Linked DNA regions of Zea mays: region 1 is linked to region 2. A link is a contact called in public Hi-C data. All regions are on one chromosome and are shown on one strand. The core of a region is the stretch at or near the end of the contact, and the rest is flanking DNA. Distances in the headings are between cores, read along the strand shown. Region 1 has its middle 37 kb from the start of LOC103629174. Region 2 holds the start of LOC103629174 (trihelix transcription factor GT-3b).

What was found. A called contact is a pair of places that touch in the nucleus more often than the background predicts.
Region 1: a Hi-C map of bundle sheath shows a contact between it and region 2, with 6 times the contacts expected there. The contact joins the enhancer-like site here to the promoter of LOC103629174 in region 2. A contact is called at or near these places in 10 of 25 Hi-C or Micro-C datasets (bundle sheath, ear, endosperm and 4 more) and 2 of 3 datasets of contacts at active chromatin or transcription factors (leaf and seedling).

Annotation. Positions count from the first base shown.
Region 1 is chr6:33,505,850-33,508,549 of Zm-B73-REFERENCE-NAM-5.0, forward strand. No RefSeq gene overlaps it. Among protein-coding and RNA genes, the nearest start is that of LOC103629174, 37 kb to the left of the region's middle. Within about 2 kb of position 1,277, at least 18 of the 20 cell types and tissues checked have an H3K27ac peak or open chromatin away from gene starts, as enhancers often do. A contact at or near this core is called in bundle sheath, ear, endosperm and 4 more, where this site is marked.
Region 2 is chr6:33,468,584-33,471,335 of Zm-B73-REFERENCE-NAM-5.0, forward strand. LOC103629174 (trihelix transcription factor GT-3b) reads right to left here and starts at 1,337. Exons shown (of 2, transcript XM_023300439.2): 1 at 1-1,337. The coding sequence starts at 1,111. The coding sequence ends at 104.

The DNA of each region.
Region 1 (2,700 bases), core at 27-2,526, 37 kb after region 2:
CCTGGAGCTGCCTGGCTATCTCGTATTTATCATGGTGGATGACGTGGGGCGACGATAGTCCTAGGTACCGACAAGCACGCCTCACTCCGCTTGCGAGCCACCAGATTCGCCCGTCGTCGATCTGCGCATATCCGGAGTTTGGCCTCGTCGTAAATGGTTCATTGGAGCGACACACGATGGAGAAGAGAACTCACAAACGCAACACATAGGAGACGATGGCAAGAATGTAAATTGGTAATTTTGGGTAGGAGGAGCCCGTAGTAGCCATGTTTCTGGTACTCTCGCTCCCGACAAGAAAATGACTCCACCTTTTTGAAGGCTCCTGACGAGAAGCCGTTTTTTGAGATCGTTTGGCACGGCTTCACGATGAGCCGGAGGAGGAGCTGTCAAGAGAGCCCTCCTAATTGGGAGGGGCTCTAAAAAGCTGAACTAAAACATAAAAAAAAGAGACCGATACTTATGTATGATTAATCTGATGAGACTTATTTGACGTCATAAATAAACTCATGAATGGCTCTCAACATCGTATCTGGAGATTAGTATGTACGTAAGGTAAGGTTCTAGTGATATCACTGTAGTGTCGTAAGACATGGTTGGCATTACTGCTCATACACCGATACACGAGTGCATTGTGGATAAAGCTGGGAAAAGAGAAGACATCTCGTACTACAAAGGTCAACTAGCAATGTGACTGCAAGAAAAAAAATGAACCCCAACCACACACAACCTTTTCGGATCGTTGTATGAATGGCATTGACTTGGACGACACACGCGTCGTCCGGTTGGAGCCATTACATACTGCTGTAGTAATCTTGCAAAGAAGAAAGCGGCTAGGCTGGGCTGGGCTGGGCTGGCCAAATTAAAGTGTCGCCTGTCGGTCAATCACACTCATTAAGGTTTGGACAGTTGCAGTGGACTGGTTGAGCTAGGACGATTAAACTAGTTTAGATCGTTAATGCTAGATCAACTAATCCGTTCTTAGTATCTCCGCGCATATGAGATACCGTCGTTTTCTTGAATCCAATAGGCTACTGTCTCGTGAAAACTTAAACAGATTTATACGTGGTGTTTCAATCCGGATATACACAACACAATGAAAAAGAAGAAGCTTCAGTGAACCCAAACTGGTGTAGGGGGCACCGTACTACTCATGTGGCCGCCGTCACGCTGCGTTCACAAAGGATCCGAGCGGTCATGCGGCATGCCCACGCCGGGCCCGCGGGCGCGGGGATGCGGGGGTGTGGGGGCGGCCCGGGACGGTTCCTGCATGGACTATGGAGTGCAGGGTTGCGTCACGCGCACGACAGCGCGTCGTCAGACGGCAGCAGGGCCCTTTGCATTGCATGCCCACCCGTTTCGTTTCGTTTCGTCACTCCACGGAACCACGCGAGTCTTCTTCCTTTGCTGCGAAGCATCTCTCTGGTCAGAGACTGTGTGTCGGGCAAGCTCCCTTTTTTTTATTTCTTTCTTTCTTTCTTTTTTCAACCGCTGCCTCCGGCATGCCGCATGCAGTTGCAGCAGGAGGGAGGAGCAAGCGGGTCGCGAGCCTGTCGCGTCCGCGTCGTCGTGCAGGTGGGCGGCCCGCGACGGGGACGTGTGTGTCGTGGCCTGCGCTGCAAGGAACAGCTAATTGGCCAGCCACCGTTCCCATTATCTGGACGCGCCGCCGCCGGCCGGCCGGCCCGCCGGACCACCGGAGCGCCGTCATGATTGCTTGCTGCAGGTGCGTGGCTTTCCATTCCCTCATTCACGCGTTGCAATCTACTCCTGTACGATGTTTTATCTCTATTCGTGTACGACACGCTTGTGCGTGCGTTTGACACTTGGCGCGCGCGCGCGCGTTCGGGCCGTATGCTCGGAGACGTGTACGACTGCCTATGTCAACAGCAAGTACGTACTCCTCCGTCGCCCAAACAATTACGTGTCTCATCTTCGGCGGAAGAGTAAAAAAAACCTTTTAAAGCTAAACTAAATTTATACAAAAAAAAACACTATTATTTATGATGTATAAAAATACCATTACACCAGATTAAATATAAAGTATTGTTTTTTTATAACAAACTTATTTAGAGGTACATACATTGATAATGTTTTTTTTTGATATTTATACTTAAACTTAAAAATGACTTCTTAAAGAACAAAATATGCATTTACTTTTTGACGCAAGGAGTAGAGACGATAGAGAGACGAGAAGCCTGCACACCCCTTTCATGCTTAGCATGTCTGGGAGAGCTGCTCCGCTACCCTCTTTCTGCACGCATGCTCCCGATTTCTGGACGTGCTCGAGAGTCGGTCGCGGTCAATCTTGGCATGTTGGTCGTGGGCGCGTACGCGCCTACGCAATGCCGTGGCGTACGTGGTTGGTCCAAGGCGGTGCCAGGATGAGCACGTGTCGCCCCGCACGCCGCACGTCGCCGCCGGCCGGGCTGGTCCACGGCCATTGTCAAAGGCGCAGTAGAGCAGACGCGACAACAGAGGTTGACGATCGATTGGGGTGCATCGATCCGGCCGGGAGAGACTAGCTAGGGACTACTGACTAGCGTAGACGAATAATGGGACCAAAACGTACGGCGAGAGTGCATCTTGGACGTACAGCTAGCCGTGAAACGGTACTGTATGTACTACAGTACTAGCGCCCTTATGGAGGATCGAGTGTATCCCATTAGTAGAAAAGAGCTCTAAGGTGGCGGCACACAGAAA
Region 2 (2,752 bases), core at 87-2,586:
GCCGATTCGGATGGACGAGCTGGTCGCGTGGCGCGCGCGCGCGAGGGAGACCATCGATCGATGGATGATGCATCATGCATGCCGATCGACGCAGCACGACACGTCAGCAGTCGGCGCCGCCGAGCTTGGCGAGCAGCGCGGCGACGAGCTGGTGGCGGCGCTCCTCGCGCTCCTCTGCGCGCGCGCGCAGGGCGTCCTCGCGCTCCCGCCAGCGGCGCACGAGCGCGAGGCGCTCCTCGCCCAGCGCGACCATGGCGGCGCGCCACTCCTCCTCGCGCGCCCGGCGCTCGGCCTCGCGCGCCTCGGCGGCCTCCGCCCAGCGCTCCTCCATCTCGGCCTGCCGGCGCATGAACTCCCGCAGCATGGCCTCCACCTCGCCCTGCCCCGCCGCGGCCCTAGCGGCGGCGGCGCGCGCCTGCTTCCGCCTGCGCTTCTTCGCGCCGGCCCTGCCGCCCGCGTCCGCCGCAGCAGGCAGGCCCCCGCCGGCCTCCTCGTCGCCCGCCGCGGCCTCTTCGTCCTCGTCCTCTTCGTCGTCGTCAACATCGGCGGCGTCGTCCCCCTCGCCGGCGCCTTCGTCGTCCAGCGCCGCCGCCGCCGCCGTGCGGACGCCCTTGCCCTTGGCCCTCTTCCTCTCCAATGCCTGCGCGCGCTCGGCCCTGGCGTCGAATATCCGCCGCACCTCGTCGTGGAACGGGAACTGCGGCCTCGGCTGCTGCTGCTGCGCGGAGGCCGGGTCGGCCGCGGCGGCGGCGGCGGCGGCCTCGGTGCCCTTGAACCTGGTGACGAGGTTCTTCCACTTGGACTTGCACTGGTCCGGGGTGCGCGCGAAGCCCTGCGCGTGGAGGCGCGCGGAGACGGCCTCCCAGAGCGCCTTGTTGCGCTTGGTGGTGAGGAAGGAGTGATCGAGGTCGGCGCGCACGGCGAGGAAGGCGGCCGTCTCGGCGTGGGACCACTGCGGGAGGCGCTCCCGCTCGAGGCTCGCGCTGGAGGCGGCGGAGACGGAGGGCAGCTGCGGGGGCGGGGGCGGCAGGGGAAAGTGCGGCGGCGACGGGGAGAGGAGCGGGTGGTAGGGATTGGAGAAGGAGCTGTTGAGGTGGTGGAAGGGATCCATGGCGGAGGCGCGCGGTGGGGATGGTTGGATTTGGACGCGGGGGGAGGGAGACGGAGGACGGCGGCAAAAGTGGAGCGGAGGGATGATGTGATCGAGGCCAAGGGCGGCGTGCGGGCGGTCAGGTCAGTGGTGGGAATTGGGATGGAAATGGAAGTCAAGAGCAGGAGAGGAGAGGAGAGACAGCCGGGTTGGCCTTGGCCTTGCCGCACACGGGACCAAGACCAGTAGACCACCACCAAGAGAAGGCAGAGAAAGAGAGGTGTTGTTGGACGCCTGCTGCTGGGGTGCTGGGTTTCAACGCGGAAACGGCTTGCTTTCATATTGCTTTTTCTTCGCAAGATCTGGATCCTATGCGCCGCTCGCCCTGCCTTCATTCATGCTTCACGCCACACCAATAATCAGTCCCCACGTAATCCTGCGCATTCTACCCAGTCCTAACCTAAGACACTATTTATAGTCATTTCCTCTCCAGTACAAAAATTAATATTATTAAACTAAATTTAATACTCTTCTTCTTTGGGATATCGTGTTGAAACAAAGTCTTATGCAAAACACATCTTTCTTCGTTTATTGTTTGCCACATCATATTTTAGGCTATGTGGCAGCTAAATTAATGCTATAGAAACTGGATGACGTGAAGGGTTGGAACTGCTCTAAGGGCTCTTTTGGAACAAAGAGAAACTTCTTGAATCCTACATTTATCTTGTGTTTTTGAACTAATTCCTGTAAAATTTCTATACCATTCCTATGAAATTCCCGCGTTCCAAATATCGAGTGGATATCTCACTTTGATCAACGTTTTAAGTCCCTCTTTGGCAGGGCTTAAGCTCCTCTAAAAACATCTCTAGCTCTAGCTCCGCTCGTTCATATTGGCTTCTCCGGAGGAGCAAGAGCCATTTTGCAATTCATTTGGCAAAACAACTTCTCCCGTGTGTTCTTTAGAATGGTGTACGAGGAAAATGTCCATAGTGTCCATGTCTCATTTTTTGGTTGTACATGTATAAGAGGCATAGTTGTATTATGTACGAATATTAGAACATCAAACATGGTCATATTGTACATAAGATTGTGTCATACTTTTCAAATTTATACATCCATATAGGCAATTTCATACATCATGTTCAAGAAGACCTAAAAAGAAAGATTGTTTTTGCAATGCCATCATGAAATCTATCCATGGAGCGATCGTTGGAGTACAGACATTATATGTCGGATGCATTTCTATATCTAGATGGAATGGTTGGCACGCATTTGGGGTTGTGATTGAAAGGGAAATGGACTTAATCATTTCCTATAATCGATTTTGGTGATTGACGACCAACACAAACCACGTGGACTAACTAGTTTGTCTAGATGTCATTTATCTCAGGTGCATAGGGTTCAACACAAACCAAGAAAGAAATTCAGTTAGGGACTCAATCAAAAATTGGAGCAAGACTGAGAGTGTGCTGCCAAGTGGCGCACCAGACACTGTCTGGTGTGCACCGACACATGTAGCCAGCGAACCAGCCACTCTCGGGTTTCTTCTGGGCACGCTCCACTAAAATTCACCGGACTGTCCGGTGAGCCAGCGGAGCAACGCCCCCCCTGCGCGCCAATGGTCGACTGCTCAGATGAACAGTGGTGAATAGTGGCGCACAG